Linked DNA regions of Mus musculus: all the other regions are linked to region 3. The links are chromatin contacts, called in public ChIA-PET and HiChIP or PLAC-seq maps. All regions are on one chromosome and are shown on one strand. Each heading gives the region's core, a stretch centred on a gene start, on an enhancer-like site or on the middle of the called end of the contact. The rest is flanking DNA. Distances are from core to core; before and after follow the strand shown.

Evidence for each region. HiChIP or PLAC-seq counts read pairs in DNA pulled down with a chosen protein or histone mark. ChIA-PET counts read pairs in DNA pulled down with a chosen protein or histone mark.
Region 1: a RAD21 HiChIP or PLAC-seq map of pro-B cells shows a contact between it and region 3, with 8 times the contacts expected there. The contact joins two enhancer-like sites. A contact is called at or near these places in 15 of 39 promoter capture datasets (the 3T3-L1 cell line, 3T3-L1-derived adipocytes, the C10 cell line and 8 more), 2 of 15 datasets of contacts at CTCF or cohesin (the NIH/3T3 cell line and pro-B cells), 4 of 484 Hi-C or Micro-C datasets (CD8 T cells, bone marrow-derived macrophages and natural killer cells) and 15 of 115 datasets of contacts at active chromatin or transcription factors (the 230-238 cell line, CD8 T cells, DN3 thymocytes and 11 more).
Region 2: a contact with region 3 is called in an RNA polymerase II ChIA-PET map of memory CD8 T cells, with 10 read pairs. The contact joins two enhancer-like sites. A contact is called at or near these places in 5 of 39 promoter capture datasets (the C10 cell line, cranial neural crest, hippocampal neurons and 2 more), 1 of 15 datasets of contacts at CTCF or cohesin (large pre-B cells), 2 of 484 Hi-C or Micro-C datasets (the AML12 cell line and bone marrow-derived macrophages) and 10 of 115 datasets of contacts at active chromatin or transcription factors (the 230-238 cell line, T-cell acute lymphoblastic leukemia, cardiomyocytes and 5 more).
Region 4: an H3K27ac HiChIP or PLAC-seq map of T-cell acute lymphoblastic leukemia shows a contact between it and region 3, with 3 times the contacts expected there. The contact joins two enhancer-like sites. A contact is called at or near these places in 2 of 484 Hi-C or Micro-C datasets (CD8 T cells and natural killer cells) and 8 of 115 datasets of contacts at active chromatin or transcription factors (CD8 T cells, T-cell acute lymphoblastic leukemia, extraembryonic endoderm stem cells and 4 more).

The regions. Positions count from the first base shown.
Region 1 is chr7:75,668,020-75,671,194 of GRCm38.p6, reverse strand. The region is part of intron 10 of Akap13 (A kinase (PRKA) anchor protein 13); the gene reads right to left. Among named protein-coding and RNA genes, the nearest start is that of AU020206, 110 kb to the left of the region's middle. Within about 2 kb of position 1,509, at least 106 of the 459 cell types and tissues checked have an H3K27ac peak or open chromatin away from gene starts, as enhancers often do. A contact at or near this core is called in the 230-238 cell line, CD8 T cells, T-cell acute lymphoblastic leukemia and 7 more, where this site is marked.
Region 2 is chr7:75,759,122-75,762,492 of GRCm38.p6, reverse strand. No RefSeq gene overlaps it. Among named protein-coding and RNA genes, the nearest start is that of AU020206, 21 kb to the left of the region's middle. Within about 2 kb of position 1,897, at least 27 of the 459 cell types and tissues checked have an H3K27ac peak or open chromatin away from gene starts, as enhancers often do. A contact at or near this core is called in memory CD8 T cells, where this site is marked.
Region 3 is chr7:75,370,790-75,374,337 of GRCm38.p6, reverse strand. No RefSeq gene overlaps it. Among named protein-coding and RNA genes, the nearest start is that of Sv2b, 63 kb to the right of the region's middle. Within about 2 kb of position 2,142, at least 149 of the 459 cell types and tissues checked have an H3K27ac peak or open chromatin away from gene starts, as enhancers often do. A contact at or near this core is called in the 230-238 cell line, CD8 T cells, T-cell acute lymphoblastic leukemia and 7 more, where this site is marked.
Region 4 is chr7:75,799,400-75,802,651 of GRCm38.p6, reverse strand. No RefSeq gene overlaps it. Among named protein-coding and RNA genes, the nearest start is that of AU020206, 19 kb to the right of the region's middle. Within about 2 kb of position 1,376, at least 47 of the 459 cell types and tissues checked have an H3K27ac peak or open chromatin away from gene starts, as enhancers often do. A contact at or near this core is called in CD8 T cells, T-cell acute lymphoblastic leukemia, memory CD8 T cells and 1 more, where this site is marked.

The sequences.
Region 1 (3,175 bases), core at 260-2,759, 300 kb before region 3:
AGAGAGAGAGAGAGAGACACACGGCCAGTCTGTGAGACAGCTTGTCTCTTGGATGACTACAAATTCCAAACCTCACTCCCAGGGCTGTAAAGGAGAAACACTATTCTTCAGATTTATATGCCATCTATGTGACATTATATATGCCATTTATATGAGAATCTCAATCAGAGAAAAATCTTTGATGGGGAATATTTTTTGTTCCTTCTGATGGGTTGGTCATTGAGAAGGGATGCCTTGTAAAGAGACTTTCCATGGTTATACTTATATAGCCTATGTGTTCATGCAGCTCCAGGTTACAAAGGTAGTGGGTGTGTTTATCAAAAACGACCAAGCTAGGTGGTGGTGGTGCGCGTGGTTAATTTGAGCACTCGGAAGGTAGAAGAAGGCAGATTTTGAGGTCAGCCTTGTCTACAGAACAAGTTCCAGAACAGTCTGGTCTACCCAGAAAAACCCTGCCTTAAAAAGCCGACTGACTAACCAACCAACCAACCAACCATCAACCAAAGCCAGACAGTGGCAGTGCATGCCTTTAATTCCAGCACTTCTAGCAACTAGAGGCGGAGGAAGCAGGTGAATCTCTGTGAGTTCTAAGACAGACTTGTCTACAGAGCAGATTCTAGTATAGGCTACACAAAATGGCTCTGTCTTGAAAAACCAGAAACAAATGAATTTTTAGGGTTTATATACACAAGTTATACATATATTTATATATAGTGTGTCTCCCTCAAATTCATCAACCTTAGAAGAATACTGATTCTAAGAATTTACACCTGTGTACGGAAATATCTGTAATTTGTTTTGAAATCTATCATCAAGTTTAGGAAGATGGGGTAAAGAGAACACACTTATGTAGTAAGTAAACATAATAAAAATGATGGCGGCTGGAAGATAAATGGATGGGTGCTCTGTGCAAAATTCAACAGTCCTTTTTTTTTTCCTGTACTTTTATAACAGTATTTAGGGGGAAATACCTGTTTAGTTCTCTTAGAAAGTTATACTATCTATATCTGTATCTATAGAAAGATAAACACTATATTGCTAAACACAACAAAGACAAAACTACCACAAATTTTATACAGTTACTATAGCTAAAGGAATCATGTTTAATACTGCCAATAAATAGCCTTTCATTTATTCAGCTAGTATTTATTATTTATATTATACATAAGACATACTACTGCCTTGAAAAACAACTAATATTTTAAACACTCACGACATGCCCCAAGTCATGTTATGTTTTTATGTATTCTACCTAAGAATCTTAAGTCCTGAATCAGTTATTATTTTATGATTACATACTTTCTTTCTCAGATAGTTCCAAAAAGAATTGCAGGATTTCATCTCAGTTTAAAAACAAAGTATAAATTTATGCTGCTGATCTAAAAATGACCCTAGGAACAGGCAAATATTTGTAAGAATAAACATAAAGCCCTCAACACTCACCAAAGAGTCACATTTCCCAGGAGGCTCGTGTTGTTACTGAGACCTCGGAAGGGCTAAAGATAAATCCATGGCTACAGGAAGTGAGCTAACGCACCACTCACAGTTCACAGGAAAGCATGTGGCAATGGCTCGCCTAAAGATTCCCTCCAAACCCCAGAAGACTGAAAGAGAAGAACTTAAGGCCCTGGGAAGACACCAAGTAACTGACGCTGCACAGCACACACTGTAAGAATGACTTTAGGAAAGCAGAATCGAGGGTCTGTCTACCAGCTGGTTTTTAGAGCCATGCTGAAGAAACTGAAAGTAAAGCAACAAGATAGGGAAGAGATGTTAAGAGTCAGGCCTCGATGCAAATCTTAGTTTTTCTCAGTCACTCAGTTATTTTACACAAAATTGTTTACCAGTTGTCTTAGGGTTTCTATTGCTTTGATAGAATATCATGACCGAAAGGAACTTGGGGAGAAAAGACTTTATTTTACTCTATATCTGTATGACAGTCCAACACTGAGAGAAGTCAAGGTGGGAACTCAAAACAGGGCAGGGACCCAGAGACAGGAGCAGATACAGAGGCCATGGAAGAGGCCTACAGGCTCTGCTCAACACGGCTTGCTCAGACTGCCTTCTTACACCAAGGATTGCCAGCCCAGGAGTGGCCCCACCTACAGTGAGCTGGGCCCTACCCCATCAATCACCAATCAAGAAAATGAAGAATTGTCTTAGCCACTCTGGAACCCTTCTATCCCATCCCTCCCCCCCCCTTTCCTCTAAGAGGGCGCTCCCCCACTCCCACCCTGGAAAAATATGGAACACTTCACAAATCCTTCTGCAGGGGCCATGCTAATCTTCTCTATTCAAATGACTCTAGTCTGGATCAAGTTGACATAAAAGTAGCCAGCACACCAATCAAAACCTCTGTTACTTGTATGGTATGAGGGACAAAAAAAAAAAAAAAATCTGGTTGCTGGACTTATGAAATGAGATAAACATATATAGAAATATTCAGGTGAATGAGTGACTTGTCAATATTATTAAGTAGGCTTTAATTTTATCAACACTAGGAAACTCAGTTATTCCAAGGACTCTTGGTCATCCCCACCCCCACCCTGACCTGGTCCCAGGCCATCTGGACATTCCCACGCACTCATGAGGAGGTGAAAGTTCATTCACCCTGCCTGGCTTTTCTCTAAAGCACTGAAGAGTTTACAATGTAGGTGGAAGTTTGTCTGAGTTACAGGCTTCAGCTTTAAAAACAGTTGTTGTCTATTCTCCCTGGGAAAAAATGTGCAGTATCTAGCAAAGGTCCTTTTTATAAATTTTCTTCTGCACAGAGAGGGTGTAATACCAGTAACAAACTGTTCACATGCTATATATCTAAGAGATAGGCAAGCAAGTATTTCCTGAAGGAAAATTATTCAACTTAAAAAACAGAAGTTAAGCTGGAGAGACGGCTCAGCAGTTAGTTAAGAATGTCTGTTGCTCTTCCTAAGAACCTAAGTCCATTTCTCAGAATGAATGTTGGTAGCTTATACAATATGTAATGCCAGCTCTAAGGGACTCAACGCCTGCTTCTGCCTCCATGCGCACCCCCAGACACATACTTAAACATAAAAATAAATCTAAAAAATCTTTTTACTATTAGTTAGACAAGCACACATAATTGCTTGATAATTTTAAAACTATTTATTATGCAGCTCCAGGCATTATGAGCTAACTTTAGGGCTAGAATCTTTAA
Region 2 (3,371 bases), core at 648-3,147, 390 kb before region 3:
GCACTGCAGGCTCTCATCTGAGTTACAGGACTACTGGGGCATATGACAGATTACTCCTGCCTTTCTCTGGCCAGGGAAGCTGTGGGACTGGTTTTGGCCCCTGAGCTAAGAATGAAATGTGTGTCCTTCCAGGGCAGACTCTTAATCAGCAGTGCCATGGACGGGTTTTCCCTCTGACCCAGTGACTGGTGGCATGGTGACAGTTCTTTGGGTCTCTGGGAGTGACCCAAAAGTGGTGTCAGTAAGATGAAGCTTACCACAAGTGTGTGTTTCTGCCAAGACACTACCATCTGAGGGGCGTTGGCTGCTGCAGTGTATCCTCACAGGTCCTGACCAAAACAGGTTGTACTTGGGTCTCAGGATTAAGACTTGTACATGAAATGCCCAGGAATGGTGGCACTGGGGGTGGGGAGTGGAGAGAAAGCCAGTGTTAGATCTTCCTTCCACAGTTACTTTTCCCTGTGTGTGTGTGTGGGCCAGCACCTGAAGGAGAGGGTGGAGCAGCAGGAGGGACGGTGGGCGGGGCAAGGGGAGCAAAGGACGAGGCCACTCGTGAAGAATTAGCAATGAACCTGTTACGTTCTCATTTGTTTATTTTCAAAGATTTATTTCCTTATTTTATGCTTATTGATTTCTCTGTATGCATGTACACCTCCATGCCAGAAGAGGGCATCCCATCCCAGTATAGATGGTTGTGATCCACCATGTGGTTGCTGGGAACTGAACTCAGGACCTCTGGAAGAGCAGACATTGCTCTTAGCCACTGAGCCATCTCTCTACACCCTCTTCATTTTTTCTTTCTTTCCTTTTTTTTCCTTCTTTTTTTTTCTTGAGACAGAGTTCCTCTGTGTATCAGAGCCCTTGCCTTTCCCGCACTCAGTTTGTAGACCAGGATGGCCTCGAACTCACAGACCTCCACCTCCCTCAGTGTCTAGTGTTGGAATTAAAGGTGTGTACCACCGTGCCCGGTCTTTCTTTAAAAATTTGTAAGCACAGCATGGCTCGGTCACTTGGCACTGACCCGTTGGCCCCTTTCTGACCAGGACTCCCTGCTGGGTCCTTTGTAATATTGCTTTATCCTTGCTTGGATTTCAGAGACCTTAAGCTTTTTTCTCCTGCCATGTTCTGTCCCCGAGAAGGCAGAGCTGCTGTCCTGGGAAAGACTGGGCGAAGTCCATGTTCTGAACTGTTCCAGGATTTCCCTTCTATAGTGGAGAAAGTACCAGTCTTGATGGTGTCCATCTGTGTGTGAAACTCCCAGTTCCCACTATTGTCAGCCTGAAACTTGGTTATCAATTATGGAGGCTAATGTGGGGTTGTCAGGTGCTGAGTGCATAGGGTTGGGGTAGAGCTGGGTGTGGTTTCACATGCCTGTTATCTCAGTAGCTACAGGCTGAGGATTGCATGTTTGAGGCTTGCCTGAGCTGCACAGTGAAGCCCTGTGTGGAAAAAACAAAGTCTGTGCTCTTTTGCCCATTCTAAGGCATTTCTTACTCCCTTCCTTCCTAACTTTGTGTGCAGGCAAGCTGGGGAGGTGAGCCGGTGTGGAGAACTCACTTGTGTCCTCACTGATCTATATGGGGTATGATGTCATGGGCATGCCCAGGAGAGGCTAGCACAGCACAGCTGATCTTGACGCAGTAGCAGATGGAAGCTAGGCTGTCCACCTGTTTGTGTTATAGGTCCTGGAAGTGCGAATGCCCTGCCCTGTGAGCTCAGGGATGAGTGTTAGCTTGCCTTGCTCCCCTTGCAGGCAGGAACGTTTGCTAACCTGAATTGGAAATCTGTGCATTACCAAGCCCTGCTTCTCCTTTCATTCTAGACCACAGCTGTGTCAGGCTGTGTGTGATGTGTGTGGTGCAGGCAGGGCAAGAGGTGTGAGCTCAGAGCCTTGAAGCTGAGAGAAGTGGCTTGTGCCTGTGGTTCAGTCTTCAGGGGCCACCACAGAAGATGCTGAAAGAGACCCTGTCTCAAGCAGTCTTTTCATAAGAATTTGCTCAGAGCTTACAGTGGTGGTTCATGCCTAGCCAGGCTGTGAGGGCAGTGTGGGCTTTCATCTTCTCTCTCTTTTTTATCCCACACACTGCATGGTTCCTCCTGCCTGGGCCAGAAGCTGACAGCTCCAGCCCCGGGCGGCAGCAGCTCAAGTTGTCCTTAACTCTAGGCAGGGAAATGAAGTTCTCCAGCGTCACCTGTGCTCTGGTGTCCAAAGCTGGCAGCGGCTCGTGTGGAGAGAAGCATCCAGAGGCATGGGTTGGCACCAGCAACCTATGACATTCGTGCAGAGCCTTGAGGCTGATTGCCAGGCCTGACAGTGGTGGACAGAGGAAGAGCCAGGGTCCCTTGGCACCAGAGCGCAGCCTTTGACTGTATGGCCTTTGTCTGTGGGAGATGGGAATGTTACTCCTGCAAGTGCTGGGGCTCCAGGATTCTACCAGCATGTCACTTTTCTTAGGGAGAAGAGGCCAGCACAGAGCTCACACCCAACACTGTGACTACCCTGACTACTCTTCCCTCATGCTGTCTCCCCCCCTCCAAGTTTTTTTTTTTTTTTTTTTTAACAACAAAATGACACACTTGACACCTGTCCAGAATATCAGTGTTGCCCAGACAGTAAAAGTTTCACAGCAGCAAGGGACATGTTAAGAATGGGTAGTCCCAAGGGGAGTCAGACAGAAAGGCACAAGTCACTGAAAGGGCCACACCCTTGGAATTCTATTGACAAAGGCCCAGCAGCATAGCCCGTCTTTGTATGCCTTTCTGTTCATTTTATGTCGGTTCAATCACCCACCATCACCCACTCATCCAACCTTATACCTTTCATAAGTGTGGCATTCTGAATTCCATAGAATCTGCCTGGAGCTTTCTGTTTGGTTTTCCTTCGTCGTGGTATGTAGTCTGGTACTGTGCAGCTCTGTGGGCTCCTGTGGTCATTCAGGTAGACAGTGGAGATCTGTAGTGCCTTTGTCTTCTTGGGTGGGGGTTTCTGGGAAGTGTGGGCTGTTACTGGGACCCATTGTAAGTGGAGGGGCATTATGCTTTGCACCTGCTCTACCTGTAAGGTCATTTTGACTTAAAAAGATACAAGAGACACATGGGTGTCATTAGGGGACAGACTATTATAAAAAATTCTTGTGTTTTTACTTATTAAGAATGAACATTTAGAATCACCAAGGTTTCCATGTTCATGTCTGCAACATGTTCAACATGTTCATGTCTGCAACATGCTCCATGTTCATGTCTGCAACAAACCACTTGTAGGAGGAAGGGTGTTAGGTTTGACCCCACCCCCCACACCCACACCCACACCCACACCCACACCCACACACACCCACATACACACACACACACACACACACACACACACACAC
Region 3 (3,548 bases), core at 893-3,392:
GGGTGGGGATTGGTGGGATTTCAAGACAAGCCCAGGGATTGGTGGAACTTGGAGCTCAGGAATTGGTGGGTTTGGGTAGGTTTTCAAAAATGTTCAGACCTTTTACCCTATGATATCTCTCCTCTAGCAATATGTATGTTCTGTATCCTATATATCTATAACCTATACCCTATATGTCTATAACCTATACCCTATATGTCTATAACCTATATCCTATATGTCTATATCCTATATCCTATATGTCTATAGCCTATATCCTATATCCTATATGTCTATGGATCCCAAGGGAGGCCGAGACAGGGTATCATGAGTCAGGTTGACCTCAAACACACTATGTAGCAGAGAATGACCTCGAAATTCGGATTCTTTTTTTTTTTTTTCTTTTGTTTTTGTTTTTGTTTTTGCTTTTTTGTTTTTTTTGAGACAGGGTTTCTCTGTGTAGCCCTGGCTGTCCTGGAACTCACTCTGTAGACCAGGCTGGCCTCGAACTCAGAAATTCACCTGCCTCTGCCTCCCAAGTGTTGGGATTAAAGGCGTGTGCCACCACTGCCCGGCGAAATTCTGATTCTCCTGCATCTACTTCCAAGTGCTGTGATTACAGATGGGAGCCACCACTCCCAAGCTAAAATGTACTTTTCCCCTAGTGGTTCTGGGAATTGGACCCAGGGTCACGTTTGGGTGTCAGGCAAGTGTTTAGCCACTGATTTGACACTCTATTTTAAATTTTGCTCTTTCCCAAGGCACTTTCACAGGTTTCCACCTTGTCCCTCATGCATGGAAGTCTGTTTCCAGGCTTCTTACTGTGTTCAAGTCTTTTTTTCTTTCGTTTTTTTTTTTCTTCTAGTGTTTCTTTTATTCCCCCCACCCACATCATATTAACTCATAGCAATGAGTGAGGGAATTCAGTGGTTTCCAACAGTGTTCGAACCACAGAAAGCAAGGTTGAGTGTGAGGCTGGAGAGCTGCATCTCAGTGAGTTTATTGGACACAGATTTCAATACCAGAAGCTCTAACAACTCAGGGTCCTCCTTCCAACAAGTATGACGAGCAGATTACACAGTCTGTGATCATCTGCTGGGATGAAGAGAAGAGAGCATGAGTCCATCTGTTCCCTCTTCTCCCACATGGAAGTTCTGCGTTATCAGTGACGTTACCATGGCATAGACTGTGATAAATGAAACTGTGTCAGAGGTGAGACAACATTTTTGTGTGTCTGAACAGAGAGTGCGTTTAAACAGATACAACTGTTCTCTGCCCCAATTCCTGTTACAGGGCGAGACAACACGAGGCCGGAAGAAACCTCTGAGATCATCTGGTTCAGATCATTTTCAGATGGGTGGGGTGGCCATATCCAGAAGTTCCTGGAACAGCCTCAGTTTATGCCAGTTGTGCCAGAGTAATAATGGCGAGAACTGCCTTTCAGAATCTCAACGTCTCATTGGAGATAAGCATCATCACTTTATTGATGAGGAAATGACATTTCCAGGGGCTAAGTGAGGTTTCCCACTAATTAAGACTAGTTAATGTTGACGGCAGCGCTCCCCAATCCTGATCCTAGGAAATCCATCCAAGTGTGAAACTATTTGAAATATTTTTCTTATTAAGTATGATGTGAATTTATTACTAACTAAACACCTGGGGAACTGAAATGAAGACTTAATTGGATTTTAGACACAAAGCTCGGTGATCAAATTATTGATGACAGAGCTAAAGTAAACACTGGGGATGAAGTAATTTTTGAAAACTCATGCAAATTTCCTAAGTGCATCACATGGCCAGACTTCAAGTCTTTTCAAGTCTGTTTATTACTTTCTGGTAGCAGAATGACATGATCTTAGTTTCATTTATTTTCTCTGTTTCTCCAGACTATATATTTTCTCAATGACTATATATTTTACATATTATTGGAAAGAAAATAATTGGATTAATGGTTATTCTAAAACGATGACATCTTCCTGCACCTGTCACCCAGTTGCATGGGAGTCAGAGTCACTGCATGCCTGGTCCCTTTCCATCTGTGATCTCATGGAATCCTCACAGAAGCCCCATATGTTGTCAGTTCGTGGTGTAGATGACTCTGAGGGCCCCCAGGAGGTAGCCTGTTTAAGGGCAGAGAGAGCATGTGGGCCTGGGAAACCACATGCAGCCTGTCTGCTGTGCGAGTCCATGTGAGAAAGCCACATCCTCTAATCAGCAGACAGGGCTGTGACTCTCACAGCAGCTGCATCTCCTCCTCTTCCTTCCTAACTGTGCCCCCGTCCTGGCCCAGTCCTTCAAGTCGGATGGTGATTTAACCGACCAAATGTCTTCCACACAGATATAGATAGCAAGGGGCCAAGATCCGGGGACTGTGGTTTCATTAAAAATATATTTTTATTTGTTCTTTGACAATTTCATAATTTAGACAATGTGTCTGATAATAGCCCTGCTCCCCACTCCTTTCTCCAGAGTCCCCCACACGTGTCCTTCCCCTTTATGTCCCTCTACTCTTCTTCCTCCTTCCCTTCCTCCTCCTCCTCCCCCTCCTCCTTCTTTTAAATAATCTACTGAGTCCAGTTAGTCTTACCAGTATGCATATGGGCAACCCAGCAAGGGCCAGAGGAAAAATGACTTCTCTTTCTGTAACAACCCTTACCTTAGTTGTCAAAATCTCCTCAGCTAGTGCTGGGCCTGAGCCCACCCCATTCTTGGATTCATGTACTTAGTGACTGGCTTGGTTTTGTGCAGGTAACTCTAGCTTCTTTGAAACACACACACACACACACACACACACACACACACACACACAGAGAGAGAGAGAGAGAGAGAGAGAGAGAGAGAAAGAGAGAGAGAGGTAAATATAATAAAAAAGAAAGCAAATACCAATTCAATCTTTCATGTCCCATCAGAGGTAGTTTTCCTTTGGGTATCTACTTTGAGACATGAAAATTAAACCGAGTTAGTCACCCTAACAAGGAGGGTAGGGTAGGAGGGAACAGTAGCTGGGGTTACGGGCAGAGGACACTGGGGTAGGCATTTCTGTGTCCGGAACCCTGGAGAGACTGATTTCACTGTAGCGGTCACTGACAGACCTTCCAGACCCATCTGTGTTTATACGATTTAGTAAATCTATGACATCACTATGCAGGGCTGTTTCAGATTATATACTAGAATGAGGATGTTCTGTGTTCAGAGCACAGACTGAGTGAATCGCCTGGGCAGGTTTCTTCTCCATCATCTCAGTTCTCTTCTGCCATCTGCTGGGGCAGGCACTCTACAGCATGGAGAACCAGGGAAGAGCTTGTCGCAAGCCCCTGACAGTGATATATCCAACAGCAATACGCTGAAAAGGCTGGAGAGGCAGGCTTTACACCATCCTGCCTTCCTTTCCCAGCAGATCTTCTGGGGTTTTCAAAGATTAACATAGTTCCTAGTATTTTTTAAATGTAACAGCCTTATAGTAGCAGCTGTTGCTACACTTGAAACATTTTAAACAGTATTTTATAAATGACACAGAAGCACACAGGTTTGAGTTTAAAAAAAAAAAAAGAGAAACAGAAGCGCAGAGA
Region 4 (3,252 bases), core at 127-2,626, 430 kb before region 3:
CACCTTTAATCCCAGCACTTGGGAGGCGGAGGCAGAGGCAGGCAGATTTCTGAGTTCGAGGCCAGCCTGGTCTACAGAGTGAGTTCCAGGACAGCCAGGGCTACACAGAGAAACCAAAAAAAAAAAAAAAAAAAAAAAAAAAATTCTTATGATCTCTTTCTTTATCCCAGGAAACCCCTCCCTCCCCCCTGCTGCCGGGTGGGCTACACCTCTTTGGAGAAATATTAGTCTTAGTTAATCTCCCCTCAGATAATGTTTGCTTTTTGTTGTTGATGGTGGTTGGTGGTGGTTTGATTTTTGAGACAGAGTTTCTCTGTGTAGCCCTGGGAACTCATTCTGTAGACCAGGCTGGCCTCGAACTCAAGAATTCTGCCTCTGGAGTACTGGGATTAGTGGTGTGTGCCACTAATACCAGGCTTGCTTATTTTTGAGACAGTAGCCAGGCTAGCCTCATAGCCAGTTGACCTTTGTCAAAGACAACCCCCCCATCCTACCTCCCCCCACCCAGGAAAGCCTCAAGGCTAAGGCTGAAAAGACCCAGGTGCGAGGTGCGGGCCCTAGGTCAAAAAGCTTGCAGAGTCTGACTTGGTGACTCATTCTTCATACATGTTTAAGAGTAGCAAAACCTTGGGAAGGGGTTTCCACGAACCACAACCAGGCAAAGCTACCTAGAAAGAAATGCCCTAGCAAGGTGGTAAAGTACTTGTGACATTTACAGTAAGCAGGAGTTCTATAGGCCCATAAACAAAGCTTAAGGCTGGGACCTAGAGGGAGCATCTGTGATTAGCATAAGAATAGATTCTCTGCCTGGTCAAAAAGTGAGGTCCAGGACAGCCAGGACTATACAGAAAAAAACCTGTCTCGAAAAACCAAAAAAAAAAAAAAGAATAGATTCTATTTGGAAGTAGGATGCAAGTATGTGGGGCCTTTTCAAAGGGATGAAGTTTATTCCCTGAGAGACAAAGCCCAAGATTAGGGCCTAAACAACCTTCAGGAAGGATTCCTGTGGAGGCTGGCTCCTCCTTGGATCACTAGGTTGGACCACCATCACCTGCATTCCAGGCGCCATTGATTTCCTTCGGTTGACTGACAACTCTGTTCTCTCCAAAGCTTTCTGTAAGACTTGAGTTCCTGGCCCTTCTGAGGGCAGCAGTTAGAAGCTTTGAGCACTGGACCCACTTTAAGGATTTTGCTTTTGTTTTCAGGGTTGGGGACAGAAACTAGGGTCTCACACAGGCTAGGGAAGTGCTCAGCCCCTAGACTACACCCCTAACACTTTGTTTTTAACAGTGGGATTGAGGCAATACTCTGGGGGGAGAACAGCAGGCCTCAAGGGAAAGTCTTCATCAGGCCTATGATCTAACTGTGGACTATGATCTTCAGACCAACTGCTAAGAAGTGAGGAAGTACTTCCTATGGGCGGAGCTGGGGCTAGAAAGCTCTGGGCTTCAGAAGACTCAAATTCAGTAGGATTCCTTTCTGCATCCAAGAGAGTATTGTCAGCACCAGGCTGTGAGGCAGAACTGGAGAAACATTTGATGACATAGATGATGTTGTCTGTCACATGCTTGTCTCTAATGATCCTTCCCTGCAGTCCGTAGCTTTGTGAGTGGACGATTTCACAATGACACTGGATGGAGTCTCGGAGCACAGAATGGTTTCTTGTCAGTCTCTGAGTCTGACACCAGACTTCGGGTCCTGGACTCAGGCAGGATTCTCTAAAGGGGTCCATAATGTGCTGGACCCCATCCCTCAGTCTTCCTCCCACTTCTAAGCATTTATCCCAAGGAACCAATCAGTTCCTGATTAAGGTGCACTGTGTAGAGGAGCTGACCTGTTTACACTAATGAAAAATGAGAAACAGCCACGAGTTTGACAGCAGATGACTTCATACATCATAGGACAGGTGATTGCATCCATAACAAATAGGTATGACTCAAGGTGAGCCTCAGCTGCGGGGAAACCCCCAAATGAGACTCGTGAATAGAGTTTGATGGAAGAGGTTTATTGTTTCAGTGCTCTGGGGTCATCTTGCACTCAGAGGAGAGGCGACCTCTTCTCTTTCTTTCACAAGGTTTTTGTACAATTTTTGAGGGCAGATTACAGCAACAGCAACTAAACACAAAATGATTGGTGGTTCTGGTGCCCTTTACATTAATTGGCAGGGCAGAGAGGGGGACTCAGGGACCTTCCCTAAGGTCTGGTGGGAAGTTCCAAGTTGGGGCTCTCTCGTGGCCAAGGAGATGCATTTGTCTATGTTGTGCAAGGAAGAATTCTGACATAGGTTGAGACAAAACACAGACAACTGGTTGCTGATTCATTTCACCGGACTCTTGGCCTTTAGTGATGTTTGGACCATGATAACATGCCACCAGTTGCAGAGAACTGACAGCAATGCAAGCCATTCTTAGACTAAAGGGAGTTTTGTCCAGAGGAGGATCGATCCATGCATGCCCCCTCCTTCCAAAGGCTGGTGCACTTTTCTGTTCATTCACAAATCACCCCCCTTCCCAGCTGAGGTGGGGGAGGTTGGGGGTGGAGTGGACTCAGGGCTGCCTCCTGAATGCTTGGGAAGCTCTCTCCTACTGAGCTGCCCCTTTGATCTCTTTCTACCCCGACCCACGGGACCTAGTTATTCCTGGGATCAAGGGTGACCAAGCCTGAAAAAGAAATGGGCGAGAAAGGAGCCAGACCAAGCAAAGGGTTGTCAAGGTCTGTTTAATGGAGGCTAGTAGCCTGATTATAAGCACACAGTGAGAGAAAATAGGGAGCGGCTGAGGGGGAATGATCAAAACACAGAGAGAGGGACCAACATCTAGGGCGGATGCTGATTGCAGGCTTCAAACATCTTGCAGCTTATCTTGGAATGCTGGCTCTATCTAAACAGTCCCAAGGCCCCAAGTCAAGACAAGAAGGAGGGAGTAACACTGTTCCCATCAAAGGGTCAGTCAGATCTTCAGGGTGAGAGTTGTTGAAGGTCTGGTTAACCACAGTTTGGTCTCTCACATCTTTCTTTGAATATTTCTGACTTCTTGGTGCTAGTTGTGACTTCCTAATGTTCTCCCATACATTCACTTTACATCACAGGGCTTCAGGAGCCTGGGACTCTATTGTTTGGAGACTTGTGGAGTTATTGGCCTCCTCTCGAAAGCTACCCTTAGAGCACTGAAAGATGCTTGGGATTCCTATGGAAGGATGAAAAGTTAGTGTGAGGAAAAGTGGCTCTGGTCTGGAGGTGTACACCTGTAATCT